Regions from separate parts of the Zea mays genome. Here region 2 is linked to region 1. A link is a contact called in public Hi-C data. All regions are on one chromosome and are shown on one strand. Each heading gives the region's core, a stretch centred on a gene start, on an enhancer-like site or on the middle of the called end of the contact. The rest is flanking DNA. Distances are from core to core; before and after follow the strand shown.

Region 1 (7,919 bases), core at 2,281-4,780:
CGGGAGGTCGATGGAAACAACAAAATTTCTTGCAGGAAAGTGATGGCCGAGAAGACTCCTGATGGAGGGGAGACACTGAAGGTAACCATCACAAACTCTAGCGCTGGAGGGCAAGCGCAGATAAAGGGACATGAGCGAGAACCCATACTACGCATCACGGACGGTCCGGTGCCCAGGCGCGGACGGTCCGTAACATTACCGGACTGTCCGGAGCATTCCAGCGGACGGTCCGGCAACGCCGAAGAGCCACGACGACCATGTACCTTCAAACCACGACGACCAGAAATAGGTATGTGGAAAACTAACACGTTCATGGCAACTGGTCGGTTGGTAGAATCTAGCCCGACCTTTGATCAATTATTGTCTAAATATGTGAAAAGGAAGGCTGGCCCAAGCGACCGGCCACCAAAGGGACCTCGCTTACCCACCCAGGTGCGACGGCAGGTTAGGCCGATTGGACCACCACACCAATCGGAAAGGACGGAAGGTCATAATGTTCAATTAAGACCTAACGTACCTGCATGGACACCTCCACCATCATATCCACCTATGCCATATCCATCACATACATACCTTCACCATATGTCCCGAATCAAATGTGAGGCATGCCACCATACCCATTTGGGATACCACAGTACCCCGCTTGGGGGCACCCCAAACATCTGTATTCAATAGGTTGACACCTCCAGTACAAGACCGATTGAGAGCCCCTCAATCTGGTCCACGAGCACAGACCCAGCAAGATTGCCGAACAACTCGGCCCCAAAGGCTGACTAATCCGGCAGGGGGGCATAAAGCTACAACCTCCAACAATAAAGGAGACATCATTAAAATAGGAACGACAGATGTCGTCGTACAACAAAGTAACGAAGGGCCGATGATTTTTGGTGAATCGGCCAACACAAACAAAAAGGAAGGTACGGCTGTCAACAAAACAGTCGATCCAAAATATTCCATGCCCCGATGGTGCCCATCGGGATTGACACGATCGCAAAAAAGAAAATTACAGCGCCGCAGAGCAAAGGAGAATCAGGAAAAGGAGGCACAAAGAATATTCAATGACACGCATCCGCAGTATCCGCCACCACAAAAGAGATGGAGACCAAAGGCCGTTGAGAAAAATCCAACGGCCACAAAGATAGAAAATAAAACGACAACTGTGCATCTCTCTGTAGGTATGGTAGACTGTCCGGCTATAAAGGCCGGATCATCTGCGCAGGACGCGGACCATCCGACCCCTGAGGCCGAACCATCCGCACTACACCAAGACACCACCAACGATGTACCGACACCCATGGAGGAAGATGACCTACAAGGGGAAGACCTGGTCGACTACGAAGCTACGCCAGAACACTTGGAAAATTAGAAAAAGTAAGGTGACGGATTGGTCAGGATCGCTATGACGCTCGACGGTGTCGGGACTGACAGTTCGATCAAAGCTAAAAGAATCACGTCCGTTGAGTCAACCATCGGGACTAAGGCCACTACGTATCTTCCTAGCAAGTGTCAAGATGCCTAAGAAAACTGATGTGATCATCGAGTTAGTTGCTTTTGGTTCGCTCAGCTCCACCAAAAGGCAGGGGCATATGTTGAACACCAAAATGAGCCGGCGGACTGTCCGGCCCTGAGGTCGGACGGTCCGCGCGTGCGCAGAGCAGATTAGAGTTCCGAGTTTTGTGCTACGGTTGTTAGCTAAAATCGCGGGATAAGCTCGGAAATTAGTTTGTAAAGGGTCCAGCCCCCCTCCTCTATAAATAGAGAGGTATACGGCCGATTTGTAATCATCATCAATCGAATCAATACAACTTCTATTTCGCATTTTATCTTAGGAGTAGTTCTAGTTTAGCCCTAGTTTAGCCTTCCAATCCCCAAATTTTCCGCCTCTCCTCGACTCTACGTCGATTAGAGGAGTCTAGGTCGGTCTACCCGAGCCTAGACAACTCCTAGGATCTCTCCTCCCCGACGGGGTCCCTCCCGGGAGCGAGATCCAGGCGCCGCCGGCGATCTTCCGCCGCCCCTGCGCACGCGCGGACCGTCCGGCCCTAGGGCGCGAACCGTCCGGCCGTCAGGCAGGGAACACGAGCTCCTGCACTAGGTCGCGGACCGTCCGGCCCTGTGCCGTGGACCGTCCGCGCCTGACCAGAGAGCACCGCCGCCTCGCGCCAGGTCGCGGACCGTCCGGCCCTGGGCCGCGGACCGTCCGCGCCTGACCAGAGAGCACCGCCGCTGGTTCTCTTGAGTAATTGACGCCTCTAAAAAGGTGTCAACAAACGGACTGCTGAGGTTAAAAAAAACATCATCTGAAGCACATGTCTGAAACTAGTCGAGACTTTTACATTAGCAGCTATGCCGCTGTATATAAGTGGGATAGAGTAGGAGTTAAAAGCTTTTCTTGTCCCATATAAAATAGGTTACCTCCTATCTTAAGCAAGAATGCCTACAACAACATATATATATTTTTTCTCGGTAGAATTTTAAAGCCTTAAACTCAGAGCTGTTCAGTGAGGCCGTGGCTCTCCATTGGTGTGGTCAAATCACGGGGTTTTGTCCTTTAGCTGCTCACCTGAACTGCCTCTAGATCTTCTAACCACTGGAGTTGGAGTATGATCCATGTCGGTTTCAATAAGCAAAACTTCCCAGCTCGTGAAATGGGCCACTGAGAAATTTGGCGCGAGTTAAATGCCCGCTCCCTGACGTAACCTCGGATGCAAGACTGACATCATCCTTCATCGCAGAAACTTGGCGATGCTTGGCTGAAAAGGACGGGATTCAAACGGGAAGCAAATAGCGAAAGGTCCTAGGCTGCCTCTAGCAATGATCTGTATAAGGTCCGCTACGTTAAATATAGCGGTTGCTATGGTCTGTATCGTCTCTAACAGCGCACCGTAAACAATACGCTAAAATAGGGGATGACAATGTAGGCCGCTAAATTTGGAGGGTCCTCTATGCTTCTCTTTATCACCTGTCAGCCGCGTCCGCGTGGATTTTGGTCGAATGGTCATTGGTCTTCGGCCTGCAACTCCGGTTTCTTCCGCCTCTGCCAGCACAAGTTAATCTTGCCTGATATTCGGATTTGACACAAGAGAACTAGAAAAGAGGCAGACAGATTCAGTTCATATTACAATATCGTCATGAGATTTTTTGTATTTGAGATCAGAACATCAATAGTCAATCTTGTATTGCAATAACATACGATGCCAGAATTTTCAAATTTTTGAAAATGATTACTTCATTTTTTGCATTAAGTACATAATTTAAAATTTTATTTAAATACAAATTAGAGAGAGAAAATAATGTAGTTTATAAATTCTGTTACTACTATATATATATAGAGGACCGAATTTAAAGGACGTTGCTGGAGACTGAAAAGATATAGATAACAAAATCTTTTAGAGTATGCTGTAGAGGATAGGAGGATATTATTTTAGGGGATTGAAATTTAAGAGACGCTGCTGGAGATACGACGAGCTGTGCGGTCCATTTTTATTCAAACGGGCTGGAGGCCCATGAAATGGGAAGGCCCTTATTGGATTCCTCGTACCTGTGGCTTGCGGTATTCCACTGTTTCTCTCTCGAAATCGGCCGTCTCTCTCCCGTCCGGCACTTCCTCCGATCGACTAGCCTGCGGCGGCGCCGGCGCCGGCGACCAGCGGCCATGCGGGTGGCACCCAGGGTGCTCTTCCTCGTCCGCGACGCCGCGGGCTACGGCGCTGCCCTCGCCGACGCGCTCCGCCCGCCGCCCGGGCTAACTAGGTTTTCGCTCCCACCCAAAACCCTAACCTAACGTTCCAACGCACGTAGCATCCGCTCACTGGCTTTTTGCCGCTGGATGTTTCTGGTAGGGAGTCCTCGCCCTTCGAGCTCCCCCTTGGAAAGTACGGCCTCGACGGAGAGAAGGCGTGCGCCGAGCTCCTGAGCTTTTCCGATTCCAGTGGCTCTCCACAGGTAAGGGCCCCAGAGGATTTCTAACCGTTCCATTGATTCGATTCGTGCTCTTCCAGTTGAAATTTAGCAAAATGAACGAGGATTTGTTGATTCTGCGGTTGGATTAATGAGCGCAAGGGTACTACACAAGCAGCTGTTAGGATTTTGCTCCTTCAAACTAGAAGATTAGTATTCTTTATAAGGATTTTGCTAGGATTTTTTTTTTTGTTTCGCCTTGAAAGTTGAAACTTTCTCATATGGAAACATAACCGTGGTTAGAAATTTGCCAGCACTTCTAGGACACGAAAAGGCTCATTATCGCTTCCATTTTGTTCAGCTTCCATGCAAAATGTAACTTCCTGGAAGCTCCAGGGTTCAGAAACTTCCCACTCCTCGGGATTTGGTAGTACTGAGTGTAGTCAGAAACCTTCATTTGTGGAAAAGAGATGAGTATTTGCTTCACGTATCTCATTATCAACTTGTTATGATTTAGAACATATTACTAATAAACTGAAGCTAGTATGGTGCATTTGGAAGCAAACGAACGACTCCATTTTCAGTAACATTGCCCCTTCTTTCCTCTCTTGGAAGGGCAGCTTCAATGAATGCTAAAGTCGCAAATGCTTAGGTTTAATAGTGTTAGGAGGCTTAGAGTGTCTTTGTGGCTAAATTCTCGATAGCCGATTGTCTAATTTCTCTTTTCTCTTGAACTTATTAGTTCCATTCCTCCCAATATTAAATAAAAAATCATGCTGTAGGGGTTTTCCCTACAGCATTTCCCCTAAAAAAAACTGAAGCTAGGTGGCGGGTGTTTGTTTTTTGGGCTTGCATCCTGGCTTGTTCCCATTGAATACTATGTCTACCTGACACATCAACTCTAAATTTGGTTTAGCAAGTATAACATAATAATGATGCTTTAGTTGATTAGAGGAGTTGGCTGCTGGGTGATAGCCACTGACTGCTAGCAAACAGAGGCGCGGAGGAAGAGGGGTGGCGCGAACGTCGCCTACTGCGCACAGCGGCACATGGCGCAGAGAAGCGGCTGCATACGCCGCGGAAGGAGATGACACACACAGCGCCGAGGGAGATGACGCACACAGCGACGGACGACATCAGCAGCACCTTTAGGCAGCGGCGGTAGAGAGCTGAGATGAGAGTGGTGTGTTGCTAGCCATCGGGCTTTAGGATAGGGGGAGTAGGGCAAGCGCATGGAGACTGGGCCAAAAGTAACAAACAAACTGGTCTCGAAATAGCTAATGGTCTAAAATGCATGAAATACTAGGTTTTACAGTTTAGAACGCTTAAACGCCAAAACGTGTTGTTTAAACGTTGTAAAATGTCGTTTTAGGCCATATTGTTTAACATTTCAGGGTTTCAATCTCTAATTAGTGTTTTGATGTTTAAACATGGTTTAAACGTTGTTTAAACGATGTTTTAAAAACACTGTCTAACAATGCTCAATTCTTTGGCTCTGTTTGTTTCGGCTTCTGGCAGCTTCTGGCCACCAAAAGCTGCTGCGGACTGCCAAACGCTCAGCTTTTCAGCCAGCTTCTATAAAATTCGTTGGGGCAAAAACCATCCAAAATCAACATAAACACATAATCGGTTGATTCGTTGTAATAGTAGGAATCCATCACTTTCTAGATCCTGAGCCCTATAAACAACTTTATCTTCCTCCACACGTAATCGTAATGATATTCAGATTTTCGCTACAGCCAGATTCTTCCCACAGCCAGATTTTTAGAAAAGCTGGTCAGAAAAAAACTGAACCAAACAGACCCTTTGTCAGCTAGTACAATGCTCGTACATTTCAACGGCACACCAATAATGCAACGAATGTACAACACATGAGGGTCCAGTGGCAAGCCAGTGTGATGGACCCCCACAAAAAAAATAAAGTGGATCATCCCCACAAAAAATAAATATAAAATTAAAGTGGACATATGACCCACATACCAGATATTAAAATGTAGATGATGCACTTTATCTTAGCCAAAAGGCCGAGATAGATATGAGTTAAAAAGAGACCTGCCCCTTTTTTATAGCTAACCCGGTCGCTCCTCCTTCAGCTAGCGAGGTGGTACTAGCCAAGAGTGATGCGCTGCGTGCTGCTTTATGTTGTGTTGGCTTTGGTGTTTTCTCACGGCCCATGTAACGGCCCACGTCACTTGACGACGCAAAATGACGGTGGACCGCTGGTTAGATTAGAAAGAATTATAAGGATTTTTTTTTTATGAAAGGGACGACGGTGGAAACCCGGAAAACTTGTGCTTTATAGGAGTAAAGAGTAAAGATGTGGTCCTCTTGCAAGTTGCAACTGATATTCAACTGTCAGTAAGCTAACTTGACTTCTAAATTACACGACCCATGGGCTGTTGGCGATCAAGCTGATAGTCTACTTTGATGATCATCACTAGTGAAAAATTGGCTATTTTTTCTTTGATGTGAAACATCAATTACATTGCTGATGGCTAATATTGACTATACACTGTCTTTGCTTCTTCACTGGACAAGGAAAATTTTGTATTTATTAAGTTATGTTGTTTATTGGCAGGTGACCATTTTTGTTCTGCCAGACTATAAGCCACCTCTTGCAGCGTGTGTTGTAAATGGGGTCTTGGAACTGATTTCTTCTGAAGCTACCTCCACTGAGCGAACTCTAATTGTCCCATACATCACAAGATCGTCAAGCTATCATCATGGAACGGAACATGCAACAAAGGCATCGACTGTACTTCATGGTGCTGAAATAGGGGCAACAACTGACTATACTCACCTGTTGGTTGGTGGGACCACTAAACCTCCTACATCCTTGCAAATACGTAGTGAACCAATATTATGTTTGCTGGAAATGGTGCGTGTGTTGAAGGTGCCTACAGTTCTTCTTGTCACTTCTGGTGGACAGCAGCAAGGCAAGAGCTCTACAGTTTCTGATCTTGAGGTATGTTTTGACTATTGTATTGAAGTTAGGTGAAAACATTATTTGCCTTTATTCAAGTCTCAAGGCTCTTGCCATGGAAATAATAATTGTCTATTTCTGCTTTCCTTTGCTTCTGTTTGCTCTGCAGACTTTGTGGTCCTGAAATTTTATAGAATTGTTCTGATCAAATGGGAAACATCAGCAAAACAATAGGCGTGCTAGGTGGTGGCAATGTTAAAATGTGTCTCTAAAAGATCTACGGTGACAGTGGATAACATTGTTTTCTAGTTTTCTTCTGTAAAAAAAAAAGCAACACACCTTGCTTTTCCTATGGTCTTGTCTGATTCTTGGTGTTTTGATCTGTCTATTTAGTACTGCGATGTTAAAAGTTTTGACTTCTGAATTTATCATATTCTAATATGAAGTAGTGCATATAACCACACATAGGTAGCATTAACAGCCTGCTGCCTCTGATCGTCCAGTTCAGTTCTGAATAACTGTGAAAAAAGGATATTATAATTTATACATGTAAAATGTGAAGTTTCTTGAGTCTTAGCTCACCCAATTTTTTTTTCCAATTGTTAGGTACTGCAATGCTTAGGAGAGCACTTGGCCAAGCACACGGCTTTGGAATTTTCCAAAGGAACTGTTCTCAAGAGAGGGATCGAAAAATCACGAATTGATCAGGAACCCTGGCGCGAGCTGTATGGGTGACGGTGCCCTCATACAGTTTGGTATTAGCTTAATTGGCTATACATGTTTGACTCGGATGAATGATGGTGTTTTATGGAGCTGGAATCACGAAGGATCTGGTCCGTCGAAACCACTATATATAATGTGGTTCCTTTCGCCTGGGTAAATCAACTCATCAGCAAGATATCGGATGTCTTAGAACTTGTAGACGCTTTGCAGTTAAACATTAAACGAAATACATTTACACTTCTAACCTCTTGGCCAGTAGTATTCAAGGGTTAGGTTTATTGCCTGACTCGCTGGAATGTTTATAGCCAAAGCTCCAATTTTGCTTTCGAAGGATATATATACATATATTCTCAACGTTTTTTCTTGTACCGCA
Region 2 (7,919 bases), core at 2,295-4,794, 750 kb before region 1:
TGATGTAGCTGTCCCAACTGTTCCATAACCAAACACACACCAGACACCGCAAACGGACTGGTACGTGCATTTTCGGTGTTCACATTCAACGATTCACCTTTCTTTTTAAGTAAAACACGGATGGAGACTAGCTGGGCGAGTGCGTTGTGATTTATTTTTATTTTTTTGATTAAATCAATAGTTATTTATATACGAATATTAAAATCGTTCTCAAAACAATCCAATACCTGCAGTGAGTTTAACAAGACCGACAAAACGCAAAACTCAACGAACGGGAAGGAACTCGCTGTCTCGTCTGTAAAGAAATCTACCTTACTCGCCGGGCTGCAGCCTCGATATGTACTTGTCATACACCTTCGCCGCTCGCTCCAGGTCGCCCAGCTCGGTGTAGCAGTCCGCTATGGCACCGTAGGCCTCGGTGCAGCCGGAATCTTCACCTGTCTCCTTGGACAGCTCCAGAACCTTGCTGTACTGTCTCATTGCTTCTCGGTACTTCCCGAGCCTCTGCAGCGATGCGCCTAGCCAGAAAGCCAAATAGATAGCGTGTGAGGAAATCCCCAGCTCGCACAGATCGACTTCATGAGTAAAAACAGCTAGCGTTCCACGATTTGCGTCTCTGCCTGAATGAAGCTTACATACAGCTAGAGTGCAATTCTTTTCTATGGGGATGATAAACAAGGTTGACAAACAAAAAAATCGTCCATGATCATAAAAAGTAAAGCACCACTATAAACCAGTACAACCAGAACAAATCACATAGGTTGGTTCACGGGAGACAAACTCAACCGTAGGTTTCAAACATTAGTCATCTTATGCTAAGAACTATTGCAGTCAGTTGATATAAGGTCCATTACTAGTTCACAACAGAATTTGCTTCAAGTGATCTCCGGCATGTAAATAAATCTCCAAAGTTACAGGCTAAGCACGCATGCAGATGAAAAAAAAAACCCTACAGTATGTAGCTATCTGAAGGCTCAACGATCCATTGCGATTTGGCGATGTTTGCATCTGCTGTGTATTTAATGCTAGAAATTGGAACTACAAAGAAGGTCGACAAAAGATTATGCTTCTGGAAAAAAAAAACATTAAACACTGGTGTAAGCTAAAGCAACCTCAACAAACTACATGACTTTGTTCGTTGGAGGAAACTAATCAAAAGAAGTTTGATATCTCCCAAAAAAAGACAAAAGTTTGGAAGACATTAAATTCATCCTTAAAAACCAAAAGTCACCTTATGCTGAGCAATAGCTTTCCAGTAGATATAAATTATGCTACTAGTTCACATTAAAATTTGTTTCCACTTATTTCAGATGTGCAGATCTCCAATTCGAGAGCAGGGATACAAGCAAATAAAGTATTCAGTAAGAAGCTAGATAACATCTTCGGTACCCACCCAACTGCAAAATCTACCATCTAATGGGATTTGCCAAAAAAAACTACTTCGAAATTTTACTTGAAGATTTTCACCTGGCAATCATTCTCCTAAAGGTTTGGCAAATAAATCTTTGCTTACCATAAATAAAGGAATTATTCAAAATTCAATGCGGGACAACAGTCATCTCATGCAGAAGCAACTGAAACACAATAGCAAGAAAATGCAACCTAGGTGAAACAAGTAGACACCACCATACATTTCAGTCATTTTCAGTTTTTATATACAAATATCCACTACTTAGCTAATGCTTGGTGCCAAAGTTAGGACATCAGCGCTAGTTCTCCATCTCCATCAGTCTACTACGTTGTGCTGATTAATATTGTGTAACCTGACTGACCATTTTTATGGGATCTAGGAAAGCATATATGCGTTTTTTAGGGCAGCACACGTTAGATTATTTATGCACTGTTCATCACCTATGATAACAAAAATATAAATAAAAGTGATTACAGGGAGAAAAATAACCTAGTCCTCGGGCAGCTTTCTTTTCTTCAAAACGATCACCTATGCTCTCTGCAAGCTCCAGAGCTGTTCTGAACTCCACTATAGCCTTATCAAGATCTTGATTCCTCATGTAATTCTTCCCATTTCTCAGGTTTGTGACCAACTGCTGCTTCCTTGGGTCAACAATAACATCAGTTTCATTTGTTCTCCCAACTGGCGCATAAGTAAGGCCAGGCGCAAATGACTCAATCTGTGCCTGCCTTCTAAGTGCTGCATTGATCTGGCGAAGTTGATTATTGAGCCGCTTCAATTCCGCCTTTCTTTGGCGTGCTAATAATCCTACATGTGAAAAATCAGAGAGGAAAAATTTTAGCGGCTAAGTAACATCCCTCTACATCAACTTTGCATGCAAGAAGCAATGATGCGAACGAGCACACATGTTCAGATATCTTACCGCCAACAGCAGCTCCTATTAGTGCTACAACAATAAAAATTGGCATATTGGCGAAAGAACTAGGTGGCTGGCACATCTCCGCTGACGCCTCAAGAGGTACAGAAAGCAATGTCATGGTTGAAAGTACAGCAGCTTTCAGAAGGTTGGGACATGCCATTTTCTGCAGTGGCAAATTTCAAGTGCAGAGATAATGCCAGGTCAGCATCCACACTGCAACACAACTGAACGGAGAGCAGAACAGCATGTCAAAGCAAAGACAAGCAAGAATACACTCCACTAGTGGAATGTAAATGCCCTAAACCGCTCAAAGTTTTGTAAATGTATGCAAAATTTGTAGATTATGCTCACTGTGCCCTAAACCGCCGCATAGAATCCTGCGACAAGCCTCTTTGTTCACGCTGATCAGAAATTCTGCTTACTTCAGATGCAATTATGTAAGCCCATATTTCTGTCTGGTTGCGATTCACAAACTAGTTACAGTTGGTGGGCAAAATGATCGTACAAACTGCCGAGGAACAAGCAAAATGTAAGTGCCTCTGATTGAATAAGCTATCTAATCTATGACTCTATGTACACCGTAGCCATAGCCACATCAACAGGGTATTCAGTTGCAATGTCAGTGTGTGTGTGTCACCTAGAAGACTCAGTGCTCCATGTGGGCTTATGCATTGCCACAGTACCCCACATCACGTGAAATTTCAAGTATTTGGTTCACATTTCGATCGATTCAACTCTCACTGCAGCAAGCGAAAGCGTAATCGAACGCACCTGATGATCGATAAGCATTCTCCTGAGGGCGTGCGGCAGCCTCGGCGCCTCCCCACCCATGGCCCCGAGGTGCGCGAAACCGCCGCTGCCATGGGTCCGTGGCTGGGGCAGAGAGCCGACGCGGAGTGACGCCGCCGCCACGCCCTCTACTCTCGCATCAACACGGAAAGCGAATCAATCGAAGCAGCCAAGGTAAGACCACACAACCTGGGGCCTCGGGGGTTTAGCGGCTTACCAGAGAAGAGGCGGGACCGGCCGGGGAGGCGGAAGCCATACCGGAAGCGCGAGAGTGACGGGGAGCCAAGGTTGGCGCCGCGGTGGCCGACTGCCGCCTGCATCACCGCCGGTTGGCTCGCGCAGCGTCAGCCTCGGTTTCGGCTGGTGGGGAAGGGAGTGTGGGAAGCGGTCGCGTGACGGCGGTCACCTGCTGGCTGCTGCGTGCGTGTCGAGGTCGCGTGCGCGTGCTCCATCACCGCGCGAAGGTTTCGACTGGGCCTGTGGCCCTGTGGGCTATATACACGGTTTTGGCCAGCCCGTGGAGATAACAGCTCAGGCCTTACCACCTTAGTTTTGGTACAAACTTTTTGTAAATATTTTTCTTGTAATAGTATTTTTTTACATCACCGTTAGTACAGATCAACAGCCCATTTTATAAAGTGAGTTGAATAAAATACCACGAGGCAAGGACACAAGAACTATTAGTATTAGAATCCTGTGAAAATGTCAAATACAGTAGCATACGTTGTGAGCTTGGAAAACATTATTATCAAATGACTAACATATGAAATGTTCAGATTCCAACTTAATTGACATTCCCCTAACATTGTGTATACACGAATTCGTGAAAATAATCTCCGTCCATCAGATTTTATTTATACATACATGAAAGGGACTGCTCATAGCTCGAACACAAACAGGACATAAGTTTATGGTGCTCAAAGCTCACAAGCTGTGCCAATCAGGGCCATAGGACTCGATATGATTCTCTGTTCTAGCTGGAACGCTTGGGATGTCAGGTAACCAAAACGAACAATTGACAAAAGAACAAGAGCAATCTGGGAGGGTGTGATTGGCTTAAGCTGAGTTCAACTTCTTCTCCAGTCGCTTTGCCGAGCGAAGGGCCTCCAGGGCCTCTGCTTGTTTCCCTTCCCGCTTCAAGTTAAGCGCTTTCAGTTTCTCCGCCTTGATCTGTTCTTCAAGTTGACTTCTCTCGCTCTGAGGTTTGCTGGTCGCGGCAACAGATGACTTGGCTTCCACTTTTTGCGGAGGTTGAGAACTTGAGGACTGCACAGGTTTCAGAGGTTGTGCACTAGAGGATTGCATGGATAAATCCATGTCACTCCAACCAATGGATCTTAGGGCAGACATGATCTGAGGATCAAGGAGATTCTCGACGCTCGTGTCGTTTGGTTCACTTGACTTTCCCCCGGAGCTCGAGCTTTGGTTGTCTGACTCTTCCAGTTGGCTCTCTAGCTCCTTGGCCAGTTCAAATTCTGCATCTGCTTCTGCAGTCTTTCCTTCTCTCCGCAACTTGAGGGCGTTGCGCTTATGAGCCAGGGATTCACGCTGGATTTTGAGACGATCCCGGCTGGACATTGCTTTCTGAGGTTGCGTCCGCTTGCTCGCTTGTGCAGGAGGGGGAGAAGTTATGTCGTCAGTGTGATTGCTGGAGCTAGCAGGTTGTTGGACCAAACTGTTCTGTTCCACAGCAGGAGTAATGGAGTCACCCACACCATCCATGGTGTCTTGTTGAGCACCTTCAAGGTGCTTTTCTAATTGTTTTGCCAGTTTCAATTCTTCTCTAGCTTCTGCCATCTTCCCTTCTCTCTTAAAGGCAACTGCTTTTCTCTTATGAAGTAATATCTCATCTTTAAGAGTATCATCTCCTTGTGTTTTCTGATGCTCATTACGATCATGTACTACAGAAGGTGAATGTGACCCTTTTTCAGATCCCAACGGATCAGTAAAAGCTGGCTGCGACAAGGCTGGAGACCTTCCAGCTCTACTTTCTTCTCCCACATCACCTTGATTAGGATTGGTTGTCTCAATCTGCGGTTTACTTGGAGAACCACACAGAGTAACCACTGGCGTACCAGATTCAGATGCATGCACTAGCAATATTTCGTCCCCGCCAGCAGTAGTAACACCTTGACTAGCACTCAAGTTATTTGATTCTTCCATCTCTGCAAGTTGCTGCTCCAACACCTTAGCCTTCTCAAGTTCCTCCTCAGCTTCAGTGTTTTTCCCTCCCCTTCTGAGGGCAAGAGCCTTCCTTTTTATACCAAGCAATTCCTTCTGAAGCTGGCCCTTAGTTTTTGATGATTTATGATGAACTACATGTGCAGAAAATGATGCTTTGTCAGTTGTTTCCACAGAATCTGAACCAGCATCTTCCCATCCCATATTTTTCAGCACCGACAGCAATGCTGGATCCTGCATATCCTTGTCTGTAACCTCAGGTTCATATACCTCATCAGCAAGATTGATATTTGGGGGTTCAACTTTGTACGGGGGATTAGATGGAAAGCTCCTGGTTTCCTTTGCTACAGGTGGTTTGGAAGAATTTTCAAGCTCTTCAAGCTGCTTTTCAAGAACACTACCCTTTCTCAGCTCTTCCTCAGACTCATCCACCTTCCCTTCCCTCCTCAAAGCTAGTGCCTTCTTCTTCAGAGCCAACAGTTCTCGCTGAATTGCAAGCTTACTTTTTGGTGTTGGTATAGGTCGGACATTCGTCCCTGCATAAGTGGCATCTTCTGCATGTGTAGTTTTCTGCCTTTCTAGAGAAGGAACCTTTGAGTCTGGCTCTTCAGTTTTGAGATCCTTCTCTAGTAGCTTTGCCTTTTTAAGCAATGACATGGCTTCTACAACATTACCAGACCTTCTGTTTGCAACAGCCTCTCTTTTTAGAGAAAGTACTTGCTCCTTTAGCCCCTCTTGATTTGAAGAAACAGGTTCGAGATTTTCCAACTGTTTGTCATCCTCCTCACTCCAGCCAAATGATTTTAGAGCAGCAGCCATATCTGGGTCATTCATGTCATCATCTGTAACGTCAAAGTGACCATCAGTGGCAAGATCATTAGAGGCAACCATAATTTGTTCAAAGTTGAAAGCTGGGAACTTTGAATCATCTATAAATATGTCATCATTCTTATCGTCGTCCATGTTCCGAATAATAGCAGCCAAATCATCATCTGAGTTTTCTGCTTCACCTAGAATCTCCTGTTCCTCAAGTTGTTTTTCCAAAATTTTAGCCTTCTTGAGCTCTTCCTTTGCTTCAGCAAGCCTACCTTCCCGCTTTAGCAGTAAAGCTTGCCTCTTCAGAGCATTAACCTGAGATTTATCGATACCACCTGTTCTCTTGCCCTCCAATGGTTTAGGGGCCACCTCTCTAAGAATCTGTGTCAACTCTCCCTCCAGACTCATAGGGGCAGCCTTTGTTTCATCACGAAGGTCTGCATCTGACCAGCCTAGATCTCTGAGCTCAGAGGCAAGATCATTCTTTTCTTTCTTAATCTTTTTCCCAGTTGAAGACCTTTTTGTTTCAACCTCATCAGAACCAGCAGTCATCGAAGTACCAACAGCAGAAGAGATGTTAGTCGCTTTTGTAGCCATTCTCCTAGTCCTTCTCAATTCTAATTCCAGGGCTGCAGCTTGCTTCTCAAGTTCTTTACCATGCTTGAAAGCCCGCAGTGCTTCCTCTGGTTTACCTTCTGATTTTAAAGTTTTGTACCTTTTCTTCTCTTCTACAGCATGTTGGCGCAACTCCTCTGGGGTGAAAATAGATGCGGTATTGTTAAGTTCATAATTGTGTGCTTCAGCAGAAAGGCTTTCATCTCCTTTTGCGTCCGTACTGAGGTTAGAAGAAGTTCGTCTGGAGGTACTGGCACTGCTTGTGGTTCTCCCAGGAAGCAAAGAATCCAGAGATTGGATACGCTCTCCACCTCCAAGAATTTCACTTAGAATTTCATCCTCTGGTTTCGAAGCAGATTTTGTGGTAGCTGTAGAAATAGATGACATATTACAAATTAAAAATGTCTGCATGGTAACACCAAAAAGTTTTCTTGGTTTGATTGTGCACCATTTATCATAGATCAGTCTCATGCATGCATAACACACTATTTTATTTGAATAAATCCACAATATATGTTAGCTCCCATAGATTGTAATTTGAGAATTTTTCATGTGCAATATAATGATAATCAAAATACTGTGTATAATATAGAAATATGAAAAAGTTACACCTTTACATATGTACGAATAGATTTTGTAAGTATATCAGATCAAAGATCAAACTTATTTTGTTGCAAGTGGTTAGGCTGCAAGTCACTTGTAGTTGTAGCTGACAAAAGGTAAACCGTAAACCACAGAATAAAATGATTTCCCTGAGATGAACAAAATATTGTCAAAACTGTTTAATTGTTCGCTAGTGAGAAGCTGCAAGCACCATCATTACAAGCATCTGTGTTTCAGAGCATAAGGATATAGTTCCCATAAAGCATAATCAAATGTAAAAAACAACCAGTCCAAACCTTGTGCCCAAGCATCCAAAATGGTCAAATGTGTTCTATATTATGACGATAGCCAAATTTCGACTTAAACTGCATCCCCATTGGTTTCCATGCTGATAGTCAGATTTTAAACAACAGGCCTTGATTGCTATTATGATTTCCACAAATGTACTATTTAAACATATTTCATAGCAGTAGTGTCAACCAAATCACATATATTCACTGAAACACGTGAGTGATCAGAAGAATAAGGAAAAGGAAATGAACCTCTTGTAGCTCTATTTTTGTGCCCATATCTCAACTCATGGCG

The links. A called contact is a pair of places that touch in the nucleus more often than the background predicts.
Region 2: a contact with region 1 is called in a Hi-C map of leaf mesophyll, with 4 times the contacts expected there. The contact joins the promoter of LOC100193191 here to the promoter of LOC100272922 in region 1. A contact is called at or near these places in 2 of 25 Hi-C or Micro-C datasets (ear and leaf mesophyll).

Annotation. Positions count from the first base shown.
Region 1 is chr5:181,661,284-181,669,202 of Zm-B73-REFERENCE-NAM-5.0, reverse strand. LOC100272922 reads left to right here and starts at 3,530. Exons shown (of 4, transcript NM_001147374.1): 1 at 3,530-3,753; 2 at 3,843-3,945; 3 at 6,479-6,865; 4 at 7,430-7,898. The coding sequence starts at 3,656. The coding sequence ends at 7,558. It also overlaps the pseudogene LOC111589502.
Region 2 is chr5:182,414,217-182,422,135 of Zm-B73-REFERENCE-NAM-5.0, reverse strand. It overlaps LOC100193191, which reads right to left and starts at 3,544. Exons shown (of 5, transcript NM_001138346.1): 1 at 3,337-3,544; 2 at 3,102-3,247; 3 at 2,334-2,493; 4 at 1,901-2,218; 5 at 172-518. The coding sequence starts at 3,439. The coding sequence ends at 313. It overlaps LOC100278158 (phosphoinositide binding), which reads right to left. Exons shown (of 4, transcript NM_001350952.1): 3 at 7,877-7,919; 4 at 3,944-7,099. The coding sequence ends at 4,176.